Regions from separate parts of the Mus musculus genome. Here regions 1 and 3 are each linked to region 2. The links are chromatin contacts, called in public HiCAR-type and promoter capture Hi-C maps. All regions are on one chromosome and are shown on one strand. Each heading gives the region's core, a stretch centred on a gene start, on an enhancer-like site or on the middle of the called end of the contact. The rest is flanking DNA. Distances are from core to core; before and after follow the strand shown.

Evidence for each region. Promoter capture Hi-C pulls out the DNA fragments that hold promoters and counts their contacts. HiCAR-type assays count read pairs that join an accessible place to other places.
Region 1: a contact with region 2 is called in a promoter capture Hi-C map of pre-B cells, with 14 times the contacts expected there. The contact joins the promoter of Rbbp7 here to the promoter of Siah1b in region 2. A contact is called at or near these places in 4 of 39 promoter capture datasets (frontonasal cranial neural crest, liver and pre-B cells), 2 of 115 datasets of contacts at active chromatin or transcription factors (double positive thymocytes and large pre-B cells) and 1 of 9 other capture datasets (liver).
Region 3: a HiCAR-type map of astrocytes shows a contact between it and region 2, with 5 times the contacts expected there. The contact joins the enhancer-like site here to the promoter of Siah1b in region 2. A contact is called at or near these places in 4 of 39 promoter capture datasets (cranial neural crest, liver and pre-B cells), 1 of 484 Hi-C or Micro-C datasets (cortical neurons) and 1 of 115 datasets of contacts at active chromatin or transcription factors (astrocytes).

Annotation. Positions count from the first base shown.
Region 1 is chrX:162,758,845-162,762,117 of GRCm38.p6, forward strand. It overlaps Rbbp7 (retinoblastoma binding protein 7, chromatin remodeling factor), which reads left to right and starts at 1,528. Exons shown (of 12, transcript NM_009031.3): 1 at 1,528-1,863; 2 at 2,731-2,875. The coding sequence starts at 1,848.
Region 2 is chrX:164,074,649-164,078,131 of GRCm38.p6, forward strand. Siah1b (siah E3 ubiquitin protein ligase 1B) reads right to left here and starts at 1,845. Exons shown (of 4, transcript NM_001308385.1): 1 at 1,539-1,845; 2 at 930-1,021.
Region 3 is chrX:162,988,715-162,992,073 of GRCm38.p6, forward strand. All of the region lies in intron 14 of Ctps2 (cytidine 5'-triphosphate synthase 2), which reads left to right. Among named protein-coding and RNA genes, the nearest start is that of S100g, 26 kb to the left of the region's middle. Within about 2 kb of position 1,712, at least 39 of the 459 cell types and tissues checked have an H3K27ac peak or open chromatin away from gene starts, as enhancers often do. A contact at or near this core is called in astrocytes, where this site is marked.

The sequences.
Region 1 (3,273 bases), core at 278-2,777, 1.3 Mb before region 2:
TGACCTGTGAAAAGTACACAGAGTTCAGATTTCAGTGTCTATAGTTTTGCTGGAAGATGGCCAGGCTTATCCATATTTTCTATGGCTGTTGTGTTACAACACCGAAGGCTGCCTGACCCCTGTCAAAAAAAAAAAGTTTGACCACCAGTGTTCTAGAACTCGGAGGACCCATGCTACTCCACTCTTCTAACCGCCCCCCTCCCGCCTCCAGCCACCTCTTCAGCGTTAGTCACCAGCAAGATTCTTGGAGCTGACATGGAGGGAGGGCGTTATAATAATGAATTGTACCACATGGGAAAACAAGAGACCCAAGACAGTAAATTTCTATATAAGGGAACGTGACTGTTTCTGTCACATACTAGAGTAACGTCTGAGTTGGTTTCTCGATCAGAAAAGAGAGCATCCTCGAGGCCTCTGCATGGTTGCGTTTAAGCATGAAGGCACTTGGAAAGCTATCAAGGGAACAAATGTTCCGGGGGTGTTTCTGCAAGGAGAGCCTCTGAGTTTAGATGTAGACTGTGGTTCCCTTTAAGCGTAGGCGCCTGGGCCCCTCTGCTCTGGCCCTCTTTTTCTCCCTGGGATCATGTGGCTTTCTCTTCACCCCCCCCCCCAAGGCTAAAAAGCTTCAGAGAAATGCAGAGCTCAGGTATGCAGGCCTAGATTAGCCCAGCCCAGCTCTCTCCAGTTCAGCAGCCAGCTGCAGGGTCAAAATGGGACCCCTTCAGGTGACAAGAATGACTCAGCAGGGGCCTAGGCAGGAACTGAGATAGGGAAGCAGTGGCAGGCACAAAATCCCCTGCAGCAGCAGGAAGCTAAAGAACCAGTAGGTTAAGGACGCACAAAGGTGAACATACAAAAAGTCATTTAAGTCAACTTTCGACGAGGGGCGGATTGAAGGCCTGCGCCATCGCAGGCCTTAAATAAAGGTCTGCCCAGCTTCTGGGAGAAAAAAGAAAAACCCGCCCAAGGTCTCTCCTAAAGGTCCCTTTCGCTTATGACAAATGTCACCAGAGCTCGACTGGGCCCTCGATACAGTTGAATGGGGGAGCCTTTGAGGGGTGCAGAAAACTGCGTGGCCGTGATTATCTGGGAGACTTTGCGGGCAGTGTAATCTCTCGAGACCAGGAAACCATTTTCCTCACTGGCTCTGAGATTTTGCTTTGCTAAGGCGGCTGCAGCTTCCCTGCCCCCCTCGCACACCCCCGCCGCCGCCGCCGCCGCCGCGGCTGCTGCTTTAAGCAACCACGCCCCGCGGGCCCCAGGCTTCTTGGCCCTGGGGCTCGCAGCCCCCGCGCAGCCTGCACACCGCGCTCGCATCCGCCCCACCCCCGCGCGGGCCCAGCCGCCCCCGCGGCCAGCCTGGGGAGTGACGCCTCGCGCCTGCGCCTCGCCGACTTCCTGCCGCGGAACGCCCCACCCACTCTCGAGAAGCCCACCCCCGGAGAGCGCGTCAGACCCTCCCGTCGCACGCTATTGGTCCAAGCCGCCGAGCCGTTGGCTCCCAGGCCCGCCTCTTCTCCGCCTCTCCAATTTCCCAGGGCGGCTGCGCCTGCGCTCAGCTGCCTGGGCGGGCTGAGAGGCGCGGGTTGAAAAGTCTCGTTCCAAGTTTGGCGAGAGGGAGAGAGAGGAGAGCGGCTCAGACCTCGCTACCCGCCAGCGGGGAGGAGGCAGAAGAGGAGATCGCGGCGTCTGGGGGGAGAACCCAGACGGCCAGACCGAACTCAGGCTTTTCCGAGCGAGGACTGCGTGACGTGCCTGGGAGAGGCAAGGAGCGCCTGCCGGGCTGCTCTTGACTAGCGAGAGAGAAGTCCGAGGCGGCCAAGGGGGGCGAAACGACCCGACGCAAGATGGCGAGTAAAGAGAGTAAGGATGCCTGCCCTGTGGGGCGGGCGGGCGTGCGGGCGCCGGGACTCCGGGGGGCTGGCGGGCTCCCGAGGCCTCGGCACGCGCTGACGAAAGGCGCGAATTGGCGTGAGGAGCAGGGGGCGGGGCTGGGCGCGAGACTCGCCGCGCGCCTGCAAGGGGGCCTGCGCGACACGGGGCCTGGTCGCCGCCGAGGGCCGGGAGCATTTCCGGAGCCGGGCGCGGGGGCCGAGAGAGAGGCCCCCCTTCCCCCACCCCCACCCCCACCCCGCGGCCTAGCTCCCTCCGACGCCCTTGGCTCGGGGGCGCAGGCGCTCGCGGCCCGAGAAGTCAGCGGCGGGCGCGGATTCTTCCGTGCGCGTGGTCGTCGTCCGTCTGGGGTCGCGGCCCGTGTCCGTGTCGGGAGGGGGGGGAGGAGCTGGATCCCGCCGGACTATGGCTGCCGATCGTGGCTTGGTGGGGAGCTGGGGCCTCCTGCGAGGGTGGGGGGTGGAGGGAGCAGGCCTGTGGGCTGCTGCTGTTCCACGTGGATTGGATCTATTCGAGTGGGTCGGGGCACCGGTTTACAATGCGGATCATCGTAGAACAGGTGCGAGCGGCTATAAAAAGGCTGACGAGCTCGGTGGTAGGGCAATTAATGACCCAATTCGGGTAAGCGCCGGAATCCCGATCTTGGAAGTGGAGGCGAAAACGCTTCCTGATGTTGATCTTCTCACTTTGTGGGAGAGCAGTTCGTGTGAGCAGGATAGGTAAAAGGAAAGAATAGATAAGGTGTGGCCGTCTCGAGGTGACCTCCAGGATCCGTAGCCATGCCTTTGACTCCGAGCCTTCTCAGCCACTTAATTGTGGGCTTTCTCCAAATTTCAGTGTTTGAAGATACTGTGGAGGAGCGTGTCATCAACGAAGAGTATAAAATCTGGAAGAAGAATACACCGTTTCTGTATGACCTGGTTATGACCCATGCTCTTCAGTGGCCCAGTCTTACCGTTCAGTGGCTTCCTGAAGTGACTAAGTAAGGGTTTCTGCCAACTTCTATTTTGTGTAGATTTAAGTACCATGTTAAATTTCTAGGTATTGTTAATGTTATTTTACACACAGAACATAAATACCTAATTGGTTAGGCCGAGGGTGAGGCGGCAAGTGGTTGTTCAAAACTTAAGATGGTTTCTATCGTAGAGGTGTGTTGAGAGGAGAGAATATTGTGTAATACTGTGTATAGGAAACGATGACTATTTTGCCATTCCATGACCAACATCTCTGGACTCTAGATCAATACATTATTTTCAAACTTAATAGGAAAGATTACATACATAACAAATTAAAAGCTATTATGGCTTGATGCATTAAGTGATTTTCTTGAATATTTGTAAGATTTGGCATAATTACTGATATTTATGGAGCACTTAGAAT
Region 2 (3,483 bases), core at 595-3,094:
AACAGGGATGGTTTATTAAACAACACACCGTAGGACTGACTGACACAGCTCAGACTTTGGGAACTATGACCCCAAACATTTCTCAGGGCCAGCTTATAAAGGCTAAAACAACTAAAACCACAATGAGCTCATATGCCAATGTTGGAAGTCACATAACAGTTCTTTAATTTGATAGGTCCTACTGGTGAAGCTTATAGTTGTGGAATTTCTTAAGATTAACAAACGTCATAACCTCGGAACATAACAAGGTATGTGGTCAGCATGACCCTGCTTTGAGTCAAGTTATTTTTCTGTGTTAATGACTGGTACCCATATTACTGCAACAATATGAAATAGCTGGCAGGCATGGAACAAAATGTCTACAGCTATGTTACGGCAGGAGACCTCAACAGACATAACTTACAGGAAAGGACTAGAGAGGGATGTGAGAAAAACCATCTTCTAATTCACTCCATTTTCCATGTTCACAGCAAGGCACACACTTACACACCATCCAGCTAGAATTAACCCTGAACTGCTTGAAAATGTTAAAAATCTAACCTCTGGACAGGTTGAGATCCACAGAAATAAACAGAAGTATAGAGACCTGCCTTATCAAAAAAAGACGACCTCAAACAGGCCACACTAGACTCTGAGATAGTTGACACTGGTTGCAACTCTCTCTCCGTTTCTGCATAACTTCAGCATGCTTAAAGTTTCAAAAAGAAAAGCTTTGTTGTGCATACTAGTCATGCTCACAGTTCTTCGGGCACACACATGCCAACCAAACTTTTGGATAGCAAAGGGGAGATTGGCAGACTTACAGTCCAGAAAGCAGGAGAAAAAGCAACCGTGGTTTTCAGAAGAGATTATTCAAACTAAGGTGTACACATTCAAATTATTTCTCAAGCTTTTTCAGGAAAAGACAAACGAGGTGGAGTTATACTTACAAGTTTCCAGCAGCTTCAGTCCAGTAGCCAGCCCTTAATGCCTGCTGTCATCCGGATCCCAGGCACTATTTTGAAGTTCCTGGTCTCTCGATCTGGAGTAGGGCACAAAAGAAAAAAAAAAAAAAGATGTTAAGAACTTGAGAAGTGGAGACGGGTCAGACTTGTGTTCCCGACACTACTGTGCTACCAATGCCCACCCTGGAGGGTGGCGTTATCCGTCCCCCCCCCCCCCAATCCGGATGAGTTCCAGCGTCTTCAGCCTCGGTGTCTAGAAATGCAGTCGCCCCATCTCCAAACCGGATCCAATCCCCAGGGGTTAGTTAGTGACCCTGTACTGACGAGAGCGCCCTGGGAAGCCGGTTCCTGGGGGAAGCTCGAGTAGCCCCTCCGTTATACTCTCGGACCTACATCTTTCGGGTCTCCCCGGACCAAGGTACCTCAAGACAGTGCGTGTAAAGGCCAAAGGGGTAGTCCTTGTCCCCACAGACAGGCCCTGCGACCCCGCGGCCGCGGTCACACACAGTCGCCCATCCTTACCGAATTCAACCTCCGCGCGGGCTCCCGGCACGAGGCTGCCAGCCTATGAGGAGCTTGCTTACGCCCCCTTACCTCACGCCGCAGCCTCGCGAGACCTTGACTCCTGACCCGCCCTCTGTCTTGGGCCCAGAAACCGGAAGTCCCGCCCTCCGGTAGCTCCGGTTCCGGCTCAATCCGGCTCTGGCTCGCTCCGGCTCCGGCTCCGGCTTTCGACCGCAGCTCTACAGGGAGACCGCTGAGGAGACCCTGAGAACAGCCACAAGTGACTTGCCCAGGCCTTTGATCTCGAACAGCGGCATGCGATCACCCTTGCGCCTAAGACCACAGGCCGATTTTCGCGCTCCGCCCATGTCACCAGCCCGCCTCCATCCGTCGCTTAGACCACGCCTTTTCCTCCGGGCTGTACCACTAGCTCCTTCTTATGGGTGATGCCGTTACCATGGTGCCGAAGCCTGGCTGGGTCACGTCACGTCACGTCCCCTCTTTCGTTAGACTTTCTTATTGGCCTATCAGAGCTTGGCTTGAGAGCAAGCTATGAGCCCGCCTCTCAAAGAGACCTCTTTTCCCCTGCAAGCATATTTTACTGCTTTAAGTCTAAGACACCTCAGAGGTTCCCTAATCACCTACCGTGGCCTTCACCTTGGCCGCCCCTCTCTCGCCAGATCGAGTGTCTCTCTTGAAAAAGGATACCCCAAAGTCCCTCTTGAAAACAGTCCAAATTCTAGATGCTAAATAAATAAATAAATAAAAAGTAAAGTAATGACACTTTTATTTTTTCGTGTTTCTGCCAGTGGTAATTTATGAGCAGAAACCGATGGGAAACAAAACTGCTTGCCCAGTGGTGGGGTTCAGTGGTGGAACTGAAACCTCGCAATTCCTTTTCGTGCCTTTTTTTTTTTTTTTTTTTTTTTTTTGGTTTTTCGAGACAGGGTCTCTCTGTGTAGCCCTGGCTATCCTGGAACTCACTTTGTAGACCAGGCTGGGCCTCGAACTCAGAAATCTGCCTGCCTCTGCCTCCCAAGTGCTGGGATTAAAGGTGTGCGCCACCATGCCCGGCTTTTTCGTGCCCTTTTAATGAGACCTGGGGAGCCAACCCAGTGTTTCTTCCAGCCTCTCACTCAGCAGGCTTTAAATTTTAGACAGGTACGTGGAGGAAGCACACTGCCCTTCTAGTTCTTATGACTTTTTCTAGGCACCAGCTCTCCCTCATACTATGAAGCTCTCTAGACTGCACCACACTTTCATCTCTGCTTTGAAGCCCTCCACCCCTACCCCATACTCCGACATTACTCTTATAATTTGGCTCCCACAGAGACAATGCTAACCCAAAAAACTCTGAATGGGCACACAGGGAGGAAAAAAACCGTTCCATTCGCTCTTTGTTCCTACATTCAAAATCTGTGACTATATTCTGAAAGTACAAGAAGCCTGAAAGAATCTTGAAGTTCTTTGCTTCAAGGACAAGATAAATAAATAAAAAAAGATGTGATAAGAGACTGGATAGGTGGAACCAGTGCTTGGTAAGAGCTGGTGTGTTGATCCAATCGGCAGGAGTAGCTGGGAGCATGAAACCACTGGCCATTTCCATAGTAGTTACTACAGCCCTCACACAATCAAATTCTCAACAAATATTCACTGACAATATCGCCTTTTCATTTGTGTGGAGGGTTACAAGTTTCCCCTCCATCACACAAAGATTAGTTCCATGTGTCAGCAGTCACGATTTTGTGATCACTTTAAAATATGAGTTTCCCTCTCCTCCACTTTCCACCCTTGTGTGGCTTGAAGACAGTGTGTGTATGCACAGGGTAACAATCCTGACCTTAGACGAGCACAGAGTAAAGAACAGGTTTTTGGTGTGTGTGTGTGTGTGTGTGTGTGTTTTGAGACAGGGTTTCTCTGTGTAGCCAGGCTTCAAATTCAGCTATTCACCTGCCTCTGCAGTCCAAGTGCTAGAACTACAGGTGTCTGCCCCCACCTCCAGTTTTTTTTTTATAACTCTAAATATTTTTTTTAA
Region 3 (3,359 bases), core at 462-2,961, 1.1 Mb before region 2:
TATATCGGAAGTTAGCTAATGTGATTTTTGTCCTTGGAATGGCATTGTTAGTTAATTGAAGTCAGTGAGAAACAGCCCAGGGTCGGTCAGTATGAAAGGCAATCCCTTTGGGCTGGTGAGATGGCTCGGCAGGTAAAAGTACTTGCCACCAAGCCCGATGACCTGAGTTCAGTCCCCAGAAGCTATGGGGTGGGTCGAAGGAAAGAACAGACTCCTTCCTGTAAGTTGTCCTTTGATCTCCACATGTGCACCGTGGCACACGAATGCCACCCCACACACAATAAATGAATTAAAAAGATAAAAGTAAAATGTTGTGTGTTGAAGGACAAATTCAGAAGGCAGTACAGCTTGAGATGGGGCAGATGAGGTGAGAGAGATGTGGGTATGCTGCTGACGCTTTGCCTATGGGTCTTCACGGAACACAAACGGTGACGTGCTAAAAGCACAGAGAATTGACACAAAGTTCAGACAGAGCTCAGGTAGGGAATGGGTGACAACTTGTTTGATAGTGTCACAGACCTTAGGTCTTAATTAGTTATAGTCAAGTCTCACACATATATCAAGGCGCCCAGGAAGGGAAGCAAATCTTAGTCTGTGTTGAGTGTGGTTTTCAAACTAAGTGTCAGTTCCTGGAGCAGACGTGCGTCTGGATTGTCCAGTTAACAAGATTGAATACTGCTCAGTCTAATACCTTTGTTGCCAGCAGGACAACTGAATTTAGGATGTAGGCGACAAGCCTAAGGTGTGTGGCTAAAGTGAAAATGATGCTTTTCTTTTTTCTTTTCGTTTCATTTCTTCACTCTGTGTATGAGTGTGTGTGTGTGTATTCTGTCTGTTGTCTGAAAAGGGCATCTGGTCCCCTGGAACTGGAGTTACAGACAGTTTTGAGCCACTGTGTGGCCACTTGGAATCAAACAGGGATCCTCTGGAAGAGCAGCCAGTGCTCCTAACTGCTGAGTCATCTCTGGTCCCCAAGTGTAACATCTTAAGAGAAGACTTCAGGGGCTAGGGAGATGGTTCCATCACTAAAGTAACTGCTGGGTAAGCATGAAGGCCCAAGTTCAGATCCCCAGGAGTCATGTGAAAGTTAGGTGAGGTGGTATACATCTGTCACCCCAGCAGTGGGGCACGGGAGGGGCTGGGAGGAGACAGGCAGATCCCCAGAGCTCATGGCCACCCGGCCTATCCAAATCAGTGAGTTTTAGGGCCAGTGAGAGACCCTGTCCCAAAAAGTAAGGTAGAGAGTGATTGAGAAAGACACCAGACAAGGACTGCTGGCCTCCACTCATGTGAAATGCACACATGCATATACCCATATGAAGATGTATGTATACCATGCACACACTTAACAGATGTTTATGTATATGTTAAATAATACTCAGTATTAAAAGAGAGAGAGAGAGAAAGAAAGCTTCAATCCTTTCAGGGATCTTGCCTGCTTTTTCTCAGTAAGAAAAAGAGCTTGCCTTGTACAACTTTAAGTCCAGCACTCAAGTCAGCTGGTGGATCTCTGAGTTCTGTGTCAGCCTGGTCTACAGAGTGAGTTCCAGGACAGGCAGGGCTACACAGAGAAACCCTGTCTTGAAAAAACAAAACAAACTAACCAACTAACCAACCAACCAAACAAATGAGGAGAGCTTGACTCGAGTGGTTGGTTCTATTTGTTGTAAGAGAAGGAGGTGTGGTTTGTCCCTGAAAGAACAGAGCTGGGAGGCCAATTAGGAGGACACTGAGTGAATACTGAGTTGAGGTAGAAGCCCTGGCCCTGGCCCTGGCCCTGTGAAGTGGTTAAGTCTGAGAACTGAAAGAAACGGGGATGTGGGAGAACACAATTTTAGGGGCTAGAAAAGTGACTGTTGTTTTATTTTTTTTCTTGTCTAAGCCTGATACAGCGAAACTGCCTCCTCTTTCTAATGCGATTAGATTATTAGGAAGTTCAAAACAAACAAGCAAATAGAACTACAAATACCCTTGCCTGGGTTAATGAGGTGATTTACTAAGGAGTCTTATGTCTATACCACAGCACTTTGTAACCATACAGAGACCTGTTCAAGAGGAAAACGGTGGGGTCCTTAAGGGGTACCACACTGCTGCCAGCCTTCCCATAGCCCCTGCCAGGGTCCATATTACTGGGCGTGGAAGGTAGGTGAGGGATTTGGGGGGCTCTCGTCCTAGCTTTTTGCTGTTGTTTGCTGGGAAACCCTTTGCTGAAGTGTGCTTGTGAATATGGAGGCTCATGAGTACCCCCTTCATCCTTAAAGGGTAGGATGTCATGCCCTTCTTATCAGACTGGCTCTTTCCTGACCCCTGACTAGGGTAGTGGCTCTGAGACACTCACTGTTTTCCAAAAGCCCCTCGTGCCTCAGATCTCCAGCACTGGAGCCGCGTACTTACTTGTGGCTACAGCTTCTGCCTTGGAATCACTGAATAAGAAGAAGGCCTCATAGGGTTCTTCTGAGAGCGAGCTGGATTCCATGTGGAAGTCCCTAGGCTGCTGTCTAGCACATACAAGGTATTGCTCTAGTGGGGCTGTTGGGATAGTCAGCAGGTAGCATTTACTGTATTCATCTGTGAGCCTGTCACAGATTACCCCAAACTTCAATCTGTGACCTGTTGGTAAGACCGGGGGTCATCTGGGCATGGTGGCACATGCCTTGGATGCCAGCACTTGGCAGGCAGAGGTAGTATTGGAGCTCTGTGAGTTTAAGACCAGCCTGGTCTACATAGCAAGTTCCAAGCTAGTCAGAAATAAATAATGAGATTCTGTCTCAAGAAATAAATTCAAAAAAACAAAACAAAACTCAAAAGATCGGTAGTCAGGGGCTAGGAATGTGGTGGCTCAGTTTGTTGAGTGCTTGCCAGGAATTCATGAGTTTCTGGGCGTGATCCCCAGCAGCAACCAAAGCAGCCATGGGGGTACTACATGTCTTGAGATCTCAGCTTTCAGGAGTTAGAAGCAAGAAAGTCAGGACTTCGAGGTTATTCTCAGCTCCATGGTGGGTTTGAGTTGAGCCTGGGCTGCCTGAGACCTGGTTTCAAGAAAACAAGAAACCCACAACTACAAATAGATCCTGGGTGGCGCATGACTGTGTTGTTGGCACTTAGGAGTCACACACAGAAGAACCACCACAAATTTCAGGCCTACCACGGCTACAGTTAAGACCCTGTCTTGAGAACAAAGGAAAACAACAATAAAGAATGGGAATCAGCTGCACTAGGGGGTGTGGCTCCTTGGTGGCGTGCTTGCCAATCACGTATGAGAGCCTGGTGAAGCTCAGCACACGGGTGGGGTAGGAATGAGACTGGCTCGAGGAGAAGGGAATCACATTACCTTTGTGGCTTACAGGTTCTCTTTCTTC